Regions from separate parts of the Sus scrofa genome. Here region 2 is linked to region 1. The links are chromatin contacts, called in public Hi-C maps. All regions are on one chromosome and are shown on one strand. Each heading gives the region's core, a stretch centred on a gene start, on an enhancer-like site or on the middle of the called end of the contact. The rest is flanking DNA. Distances are from core to core; before and after follow the strand shown.

Evidence for each region. A called contact is a pair of places that touch in the nucleus more often than the background predicts.
Region 2: a Hi-C map of liver shows a contact between it and region 1, with 1.7 times the contacts expected there. The contact joins two enhancer-like sites. A contact is called at or near these places in 2 of 5 promoter capture datasets (fetal liver and liver), 6 of 47 Hi-C or Micro-C datasets (blood, fibroblasts, liver and 1 more) and 2 of 2 datasets of contacts at active chromatin or transcription factors (alveolar macrophages and skeletal muscle).

What each region holds. Positions count from the first base shown.
Region 1 is chr7:88,094,090-88,099,332 of Sscrofa11.1, forward strand. All of the region lies in intron 8 of AKAP13 (A-kinase anchor protein 13), which reads left to right. Among named protein-coding and RNA genes, the nearest start is that of KLHL25, 200 kb to the right of the region's middle. Within about 2 kb of position 1,677, at least 9 of the 83 cell types and tissues checked have an H3K27ac peak or open chromatin away from gene starts, as enhancers often do. A contact at or near this core is called in liver, where this site is marked.
Region 2 is chr7:88,185,107-88,190,306 of Sscrofa11.1, forward strand. It overlaps AKAP13 (A-kinase anchor protein 13), which reads left to right. Exons shown (of 38, transcript XM_021099912.1): 19 at 1,852-1,919; 20 at 4,392-4,458. Among named protein-coding and RNA genes, the nearest start is that of KLHL25, 100 kb to the right of the region's middle. Within about 2 kb of position 1,430, at least 28 of the 83 cell types and tissues checked have an H3K27ac peak or open chromatin away from gene starts, as enhancers often do. A contact at or near this core is called in liver, where this site is marked.

The DNA of each region.
Region 1 (5,243 bases), core at 427-2,926:
GAAGACTACTAATGCTTACTATGATAACATTCTCATAGAGGAGGCAAGGGAGAACAAATAATAGTCTTACAGATGGCAAGTTGCAGGAACAGAGCAAAGGCTTTCTATGTGTCCTTCCTGCTCAGTGCTGGGAGCTCAGAGGGTAACCCTAATAATGCTTTGTTGTCCTACAAGTTTTTTACACTATGTTCATGGGTTCCCTGATTTGCTAGATGTACTGTCCTTGACAGGGTACACAAATGGTCAGTGCTAAGCATGTCTTCTGAACTGTTAAACACACGTTCACGAGCACACATGCACATACACACACATATCTTTGGAGAAATTATCAAAATGCTTCCATGAAACTTGGTCCTAAATTGATTGTTTCACTGGCAACAGTTTTTTGTTTTTTTCTATTTTCAAAGTTTGCATTAAAAATATTCACATTAGGTGTTCCTTTGTGGTTCAGTGGGTTAAGGATCTGGTGTTGTCGTTGTAGCATCTTGAGTTGGTGCTGTGCCGTGGGTTCAGTCCCTGACCTGGGAACTTCCACATGCCACAGGCTGCTACAGTGATAACACCAGATCCTTAACACGTGGCACCACAAGGGAACTCCCAAAGTGAAATTTTTATTTTACTTTTTACAATTTTTATTTATTTATTTATTGGTCTTCTGTCTTTTTAGGGCTGCACCCACAGCACGTGGAGGTTCCCAGGCTAGGGGTCGAATCGGAGCTGCAGCTGCCAGCCTGCACCACAGCCACAGCAACATAGGATCTGAGCTGCATCTGCGACCTACACCACAGCTCATGGCAATGCCAGATCCTTAACCCACTGAGCAAGGCCAGGGATCCATCCTGCATCTTCATGAATATTAGTCGGCTTCATTAACCACTGTGCCACAATGGGAACTCCTGAAATTTTTATTTTAAAAAAGCATTCAAGGTAGGCAGAGAATTCTGTTCTTTTACTTGCTGATTAATTTTTGATATATCTAGTTAATAAAAAGGTCTAACCACTAATGCCATTCATTTGTGGTGAGCAGTGTAGATGCCCTTTTCTCTCGTGCATGTCTGTGTATCAAAATTCCATGGCTTATATAAATCTGTGAATAAAGGAGCTTCTGTATCTAGGTTGCCTGCACCAGTTTGATCTACTCCTGAGAATTGGTTACCTTGCCTGAAAATTGCTCTTCAGACAGAAAGATGGATATTTATTCATTCTCATAGAAACTATTTGCTAAATGCTAAATAAATAAGCCCAAGAACCTAAAGGAAATACAAAGAAGTGGATGTCTTGGTCCAAGAGACTCATACAACAGATACCTTGATAATTGTGATCGTTGGTGAGTGATTTAAGTGTGGTAGGAGTGCTGGCACAGTTCAGTAGAGTGAGAGGAAAGACAGGCAGGTTTTTTGACTGAATTATTCAGAGGAGGCATCATGGATGTGATGGCGTTTGAAGGGGTCTTAAGGACTTGACTTGTTTTGCTTCTATGGGGAGGAACGTGAAAGCAGAATCAAGGACATGGGGGCAGCCAGAGTCGGATCTAATCTGAGCACGGTAGGATGACTTGCATGATGGCAGTGGAAGAGTCTTACAAGGAGAGGTGAGAGACCAGAGAGGCTGTCCTGGTGTTATGCTTTCCTCCCAGAGTCACTTCCTGGAGCTGCATGCTCTTTATCCCAGTGGTCACACTGGTATTTTGGCTGTCTGGGTGGGGATTGTTCAGGGACACTCTAAGTTCAGTCCAAATTAGGCAGTTGGGGATTGGCCAGGAAAAAAAATCTATAAATATCTGTCTTTTCTTCTTTCCTTTTGCCTCAGATGAAGAGGCTTCTTTTTCTTTTTTCCCAAGGCTAACTCTTCCATCTGAGCCCCCAGTCCTATCTTGACCTCAAGTTTTAAAGAACTCAGCTCGGCTTTCAGATGCTGAGTGACTCCTCTAATCTTAGTTTCTGGAGCAGCTACCTACCCCCTTCTCCACTTAGTTTCTGGAGCAACTACCTACCCCCCGCTCCACTTACTAGAGGAAAGAAAACCTAACTTTTCCCCCCAGTCCAGCTTTCTTGTCATGATACAGAGTATTTTCAGAGGGAACATGGTGGTCTGATTCAGAGCAAAGGTGTTCTGTTCTTTCACTTATAACTCGAATCAGAATTTTCAGCTACTTGTTTTTTTTCTTATGTGTCTTTTGCAGGCTAACTTAAATATCACTTTGAAAATAAGGCAAAAAATGTAATGACGATAACAAAGTGAAAATATTATAGCCACTAATACTTATATAGTACTCATGTCACAGGCACTATATACAAAGTACTTTACCTGTTTAATTCATTTATTCCTCATAGCAGCATTTTTCTTTTACTATATGTTTCTGTTCTCTTTATCCTCTGGCAGTAGTGTTTAAAAGTAGGTTTCCTTCTTGAAGGATTTTTCTCTTTTCCCTTTGCTTTGTCTTTTGGGCAACTGATAAATTATGAGCAAGTTATACCTCTACATTTTTCTTTGGAAGGCATGACTGTACTAGTGTGTTTGCCTTGGAAGGATGAGGGAAGTCTTCCATGGGAAGCTGAATCATTTTTTGGCTTGTCTGACTGAGTGACTATGCTAGAGCTATTCTTTTTGCTGTGAAGTAAAAAAAATAAATAAATAAATCGGGTAATTTCCTAAAGTAACACATTTTCATTTTATGTGGGATTCAAAACTTTCCTAAGGGTATGGCTATTTTGAACGTGAGTTTTCTTATCTGGCCAGGGCTTTTATCCTTTAAATCAGGAGCACTTTTAAGACTCTTCACCTTTTGCGTATGTTAACACTGACAGACTTTTTTTTCCCCTCTTGTTTAATAAATAAATCTGGTCAGTTATTTGAAAAGTCTTAAGATTATGATTGTGGTATTAAATGAATTCATAATCAGTTATTCATTTAGCCTTTGGATGTCTAATACCATTTTTGACACCCTTAGATTGAAGAAGCACCTGGGTTTTAAGGAACTTGTCATTCTACTTAGAGGCAGATTAACACACAGCATCAAGGAACAGTATAGAACAGAAACCATAAAGTGAGTCTCTCACAGTCTAAGGACCATCATAGTTCATAGCATAGTTATAAGGAGTGTTAGAGTAGGCAGAGCACTTAACTAGAAAAGTGGGATTTGAAGGGTAGATTTTGGTTAACGTGGAGAGACAAGGTAGGGTATTCCAGAAACCACGATTGTCCTAAGAGCCAGGGACATTGAGGTAGGAAGAACCATATCCTAATTGTGAAACTTGACAGACCAACCATCTACCTGTCTTGAGTATAATAGCAAATGAGACTGGGTAAGGATCATGGAATATGGCATGATGTCAAAGGAGATTAAACTTGATGAAGCTAAAGACTTGTACATTCTTCCTGAATTACAGCACAACACATACCACTTCTGTGCTGAAGCATCTTCAGTGGCTCCCAGCTGCCTCTGAATAGAGACTAAACCTTTTAGCATAGCATCGTATGCTTTTATAGTCTAGGCTGTTAATGCTTTTCCAGGCTAATGTCATAGCACTCTCTTACAGTAATTTGATGCATATAACTAGACAGCTTGCTAGTCCTCTCATACGTATCACTCATCGACACCTGTACCTTCACTTACAGTCTCCATAGGTGATGCCTGCCTCCTCTCTCCTGTTTTCTCTCTCTGTCCCTTTAAGTTAAACCACCACCTTCATGAAACCTTTCTACTTAGTCAGCGCAGTCAGAGATTCCTTATTCCTTGCTGAAACCCTGAATTTCATTTATACTGTCCACACCGTCTTATATTTCATGCCATTGATTGCTCCTGCTGTGTTTCCTTGAGGTCCCAGAAATCTCATTCATCTTTATATCTCTCGTAACATCTTACAGAGCACCATAACTGCAGCAGACATTTAAAATATTTGTTGAATAGATAGATAAATTTAGCCAATATTTGCTAATTTGCTACTAATTGGCCATGATGTGTTGGTGGTGACAGACTTCCATGACAAAATTCTGGTCCATAATTGTCAGTGTTGTTTCCCTGACCTCATTGCCTTTGTTTTATAGAATGAGGTTTGTTCTTATTTCCATAGATGATCATATGGAAAGGGAGTTTCTTACTTCTTGGCTGTTCCCTTCTGTTTCCATTTCCTTGCCAAAACACTGTCCACCCTGCTTCCCTCCTCTAGCTGTTATGAAACCTTTGTCCATATTCCTAACCAAGATTCAGTGTGTACACTCAAGTGTTCTCTTTTGGTCTCTATGACAGAATCTCTTGGAAAGTATTGAAAGTACATACAAAAAAAAAAAAAAAAGAAAGAAAGAAAAAAAAAAGCAAGCATAGAATTCAGTTTGTGTAAATGGTCCTTTTTCTCTATTAATGTTTCATTTACTTCTCAAAGTTTTTTAAACACTAAAATATTTACTACCAGCTTAGCCATCCTATAGTAACCTATTCTTTAATGATTCCCTAAGGCACTTTGTCTAAAGGGTGAAATGGGAGTTCCCATCGTGGCTCAATGGTTGGAGAACCCGATTAGTATCCATGGGGACATGGGTTCAATCCCTGGCCTTGCTCGTTGGGTTAGGGATCTGGCATTGCCGTGAGCTGTGGTGAGGCCTCATACACAGCTTGGATCCCACGTTGCTGTGGCTGTGGTGTAGGCCGGCAGCTGCAGCTCCAATTCGACCCCTAGCCTGGGAACCTCCAAATGCTGTGGTGCAGCCTTAAAAAAGAGAGAGAGAATAAAATAAATACATAAAGCGTAGTGTCTTAAGAGAAAACTAGAAAAAGTGGCATATATAGGCAGAACTTAAAATTTCCCCTAAGAAATGGTAGAATGTTGAAATTCTACTTTCATCACTCTGCTCCTATAGCAGAACTTGCTCTCACCAAGGTCCGTGAAACATTTACATGGTAAAATCCAGACCTCTTTTGGCTTGACTTTTCCACAGCATTTGGCACTGTTTACCAGTCTTTTTGTTTCCTTGATGTCACATGTGTGTGTTGACTTCCAAATATTTGTGCCTAGTCCCATCTGGTCTCTTGAGCTCCACACAGGTTCATTTGCTTACATGGTTCTGTTTAGGTATCTCTGAGAAACCTCTGTGTCCAAAACCAAGCTCATTATCTCATCTCATTCTGCCCCCTGCGTGTTTTCCATTCCACCGTTTACCTAGTTGCCCCAGGCAGAATCCTAGTCAGGCAGAACATTTGTTTCCCTCCTTCCCCCACCCACCCCCATACCTGTTAATGTGGATAT
Region 2 (5,200 bases), core at 180-2,679, 91 kb after region 1:
ACCAGACAGTGATGTTGGCAAGAGAGGAACCCTGATATGCCCAGGAGTGGGAGTGAAAGACCAAGGCCCAGAATAGTTTCACTCCGCCCCACTTCCAGACAAAAGTGGAATTGCTCCTGATCGCCACTTTTATGGCAATAGCATTAGCCAGGATCCCTCCAGTTGGCCTATTGATTACTTAGTCCCTCTCTAACCATGCCCTGAAGGATGGTCTGTCCTAGTGATAATTTATATGACTAAGAAATTGAAAACTCTTCTGCAACATGAACCTTATAGAACAATCCAGTGGATTTACTTCAAAAAAGTATCTTTCTTCAGGAGATGAAGCATAAGGAAGGAGTCTTGTAGAATCACAGAGGAAGGGAGCCTGTGGAGAAATGTGGTCCTTGCTTTCATTTTATGGATGAGAGAACTGAGGCCTGTAGAGAAGGAACTTGCATAGAGTCACATTAACTAGTTAAGAGAGCCAGGACCTAAATCTCATTTATTGTGACAGCTGTTATTCTCGTTCTCCTTTAGTGTTAATAAGTTGGTATTTGATATACTGTAATCAAGGTTGTGTCAGGGTGCTTGTCTTTTGGATTAAATAGACATAAGATCTAAAACAGACATTTGAATAGGTGGCATGAGCCAGGCCCTGTGCTGGAGATGTCATTGAAGATTCAGCAGTAGGTAAAGGGACCCTACCCTGGAGGAGCACCCAGTGGAGGAGAAAACCGAAAGATGACCCAACCCATTGTAACTGGTGTGTTAGGAAAAGACCTGTGAACCAAGTAAGCATTGAGGAAGGAATGGGAAAAAAAGCTTTGGGGTCTAGGGTTCTGGCAGTCTCCATTCTAGTATCCTGTAGCCCATACCTCTGAGCCAGCAGAGCATTGTGGCTCATGATTAGTGGGTCGCCATAGGCAGGGCCTGTGGTGCTTCCTGAATCAACGTGTGAAGTGTTGTGTGGATGGTGTCTGTCCGATTTTCTCAGGGAGCCTTTCCCTGGAGGCGCTCTTTCATGGGGTGTCCCCACAGGCAGCTCTTTTATTTGTTTCTTCTTCACCTCTGGCCTCCTGACATAGTTGTTTTATGACATCATAGCAGCAGTATGAGCTGACCACAGCCCTTTGGAGGCACAGAGGGCTGGGCTTTTACATCAGTGGCCCTTGTGGACCAAGAAATGAGAAATAGAGTTGAGATAAAAATTGTGTCCTTGGTGTATTGTGGACTCTGCTTCATCTTTTGGGGAAATCTCTGCTTCATCTTTCAGGAAGTCTCCCACTTTCTCTTGACTCAGGGTTCCCAGAGGTGCTTTGGGGTAGTTCTGATGATATTTCTTCAGAGGCTCTTGACTCAGGGTGCTGAGTTGCAAAAAGCTCAGAGTAGTTAGGATCCCAAGTTGAACTACATAAACAGGCAGATTTTCATAATCATACTCTACTTTTGACAGAGTCATACAAATTTCACAACCCCTTTTAAGGTGGATGTTGTTATTGTGTATATATGTCAGTGCCCATATGTGTATGTATAAATACTTATCATTTGTGTATTATTTGTGCCTTAGACTTATCTACCGATGACAAACACTTTCACTTTTAGTTTTGGTAGCCTTTCAGCTTCCTGCCCAAGAAGTTCCAGATGTCTAGTTTTCATTAATCGGAAATCACATCTGCTCTGTTTCTCCTCCAAATGACATCTCATGCCTGCTTCCTGAAAGAGGCCTCAGACTGTAATTTCAGTTAGTCACATTCACACATGCAAGTGGCTTCACCTGGAAGTCCAAAGGTTGCTGTGGCGGGGGAAGATCAGACTCTGGGATCTGTTTGCTGGGTATTAATGTCACCATGGATTTTGCCCTCCTTTCAGATTGCAGTGCTTTTGTCCATAAAGGCTGTCGAGAAAGTCTCACCTCCTGTGCAAAGGTCAAAATGAAGGTAAGACATTTCTGGCTAAACCAATAAAATCCTCAGACCTGGGGTAACTCGAGGTTGTAGTTTTTGTTTAATTATTTGGTGCCATTTGAGACCAAAATAACCAAAAATGACTTTTCTTTTCTTGATGAACACATATGGGAATTTGCAGCTTTTGGAAGGTAAAATACTTTGAGAATTTCTCCACATTAATAATGTACACATTTCTCTGTGATGTTAATCTGTGTCACTGTTGAAGTGGCTTTCTTCTCAACCATGTCTGCACACCTGCTCTGTTATTAGGAGCCTGGCTTCCTCCTCGAGGACTGTGTGGGCAGCAGGTGGAAATTGGGGGGCTCTGGCAGGCTGGTGGTCTGGGGAGTGTCAAGGGTAAAGGAGCCTGTCAGGCACCACTTTACTCCGCAGGTTCCTGTGGATGGCTCTGATCACATGACAAGAGTGGGGAGTGTATGGTGTACGTGCTCTGAGTATGCAGGCCATGTGGTAACATGCACTGCATGTCAAGAGGCCCTTAAAGAGTGTGGGAGTAGGGGCAGATGGACATTTAGATGGCCTCTGTGGTTTTCAGCATTGTAGTTACTCATAAATGTCATTTTGTTCCTTGTCAGAAGAGTAGTCTCCAGCTGTGTCTGTATAGATGCTCAGCATACTGTGTGCTTCACCAGTAACCAAATGCATTTCTCTAGTGCAGTGGTCTCAAACTTGAATGTGCATCAGAATCACCATGGACACTTGTTAGAAAATGACACTGGGCCCCACATCCAGAGGTTCAGATTCTGGGTAGGGGTGAAATTCCTAGATGATGCTGATGCTGATGATGCTTAGAGAAGTATTGAACTAGTGTAAAGATGACAGACTTCTATACCTGGACCTCATTTGGCCCATGGACATGGGTCTTGTTTGGCTCTTGGCATGTTTTTTTTTTCTCATTTGAATAGTATATTTATTGAAAAAGCAGATTTCGCATCAATTTGGATTTCTGATTTCTCCTGAAAATTCAAATGGAAGCTCTCACAGGCCTGATGTTTCCCCTTACCCAGCATTCCCAATTCCCACATTGTGGTTTATGGTGTGTTTTTGGTTTGTTTATTTGTTTGTTTTAATGGCAACACCCAGGGCATATGGAAGTTCCCCTTCTAGGGGCTAATCAAACCCATGTCTCCTCAGCGATCTGAGCCACTGGAGTAGGATTTTTTTTTTTTTTTTTTTTTTTTTTTTTTTTTGCCTTTTCTAGGGCCGCTCTCGTGGCATATATGGAGGTTCCCAGGCTAGGGGTCTAATCGGAGCTGTAGCTGCCGGCCTGCACCACAGCAACACAGGATCCGAGCCGTGTCTACAACCTACACCACAGCTCACAGCAAGGCCAGGGATCAAACCTGCAACCTAATGGTTCCTAGTCAGATTCGTTAACTACTGAGCCATGACGAGAACTCCTGGAGTAGGATTCTTAACCTGCTGCACCACAGTGGGAACTCTGCCCTTTTTTTTTTTTTTTTTTTTTTTTTTTTCCCATGGTGCTTATCACCTTCTCAGGGCTTATCTAACAGTATTTACTACATTTACTTTTTATGATCTGTACCTTCCTCCAACTAGAAACTTGCCAAGCCATGTGAAGTCAGGAATGTTTGATCCATGGACAGATCCTTAAGCACCTAGAACAGTCCTTAAATGTTGAAGAGAGGATGGCAAGTGATAATCAGCTGTGGCTGAAGATGTACTGGTCCTAGATTGCCACTTCCTTCCTCCTCTAACTTGCCAGTATCATTCATTACCTGCCTGACTCCCTTAGGCATTTGAGTTTGTGATCTCTAATAAGGCAGTAGTTATTTGTGAATGTGCTATAGAGAAGGATCATGTAGCATATCCCAATAAGAGATTATATCCTAAAAGGGGGAGTTTCACTTTAAATTGAGCCTTTTTCACTAATGATTTGTCTCAGACTAATTGCTTCAACCTATAATTTCTCACACAGTGTCTCTGTTCCAGGCTACAGCAAAAGTCTTAAAATTAGCACTTTACATGAAAATTATTTAACACTTTATAAGTGCAGTCATCAGAGAAACAGAAGCGAAAAAGGCACAGATGCTGCTCATAAGGAACCAGCATTCTGGTGGGAACAATGGACATGCAGACAGTGACCGTAAATAAAGAAAAACCTAGGTTAGGGGTGTGCAGAGGATCTGAGGGGGTGCCAGTCATTGTCTCCAATGAGGAGAAAAAAGACGCTGACGGTGGAGGGAGGTGTTACCTTGAAATAGAAGAATGCCAGGCCTGTGAAGGTGAGACAGGAGAGACAGCATTTGCAGGTCACAGTGCTTGGCAGGTTCAGAGGGAGCTGTGGCTGGGACTTAGGAGGCTGAGGACCTTTGGCAGGAACAAAGCAGGACAGTAGGAGCAACAGGCTTTCTTCCTACTCTAGCCTCTTGAAACGTGACAGAAGAGAAATTGTGAATGAAATCTTTCTTTTTCTTTCAGCAGCCCAAAGGGTGCCTTCAAGCACATGACACGTCATCACTACCCACAGTCATCATGAGAAACAAGTGTAAGTAGCTCAGCCCACTTCTCTTAATTCCTTTTTGCCTCTGGTTCAAGGCTTTAAACATACTTTTGTAGTATTCGCTTGTTATTCTTAAGATTTAAATACCTATTTTGGGATAAAGTAGGGAAGGCTGCAGATTCATTGACCAAAAAGCTTGACATTCCACCATCAGACTCTCTTGGAAAGTGCTAGAATAATGTGTGTTAGCTTAAAAGGCAGCTCCTTAGCCCTGTGTTGTTTAGGCAAGTGACCCCTGTGTGTCTCTAACTTCCTCTTCCACGAGTGGACAATAAACTTGATTTTAGTGCCCTCGCAATTGCATCAAATAAGACCTTGCTTATTTATTAAACTTCTTGATAAACTAAGTTGTATAAACAGTTCTTTTTTTTTTTTTTTTTCAAGGACTTCAAGTGGTACACAAAATTGAGTTGGTCACACTCTCCCATTCACATTTTCACCAGTCTGCACAAGGCTTCTCTGTGGTTTCACTTAATACTTTCCCCTTTTCACTCTCTGTTCCCTACCTCTTTTCTTTCCCCTCTTAGCACCCACTGCAGGATATGTAATGTAAATCTCTCCAATCTGCCATATCTTTAGACATTTATATACCTCCGAAAATATCTTACTGTTTTATGTGTTTAATTTAAATTAGATAATATGCTTATCCATTCTACTGTCTTTTTTTTTTTTTTTTTTTTTTTTTTTTTTTTTCACCCCACTCAGTATGGTTTTGAGAACTTTACAT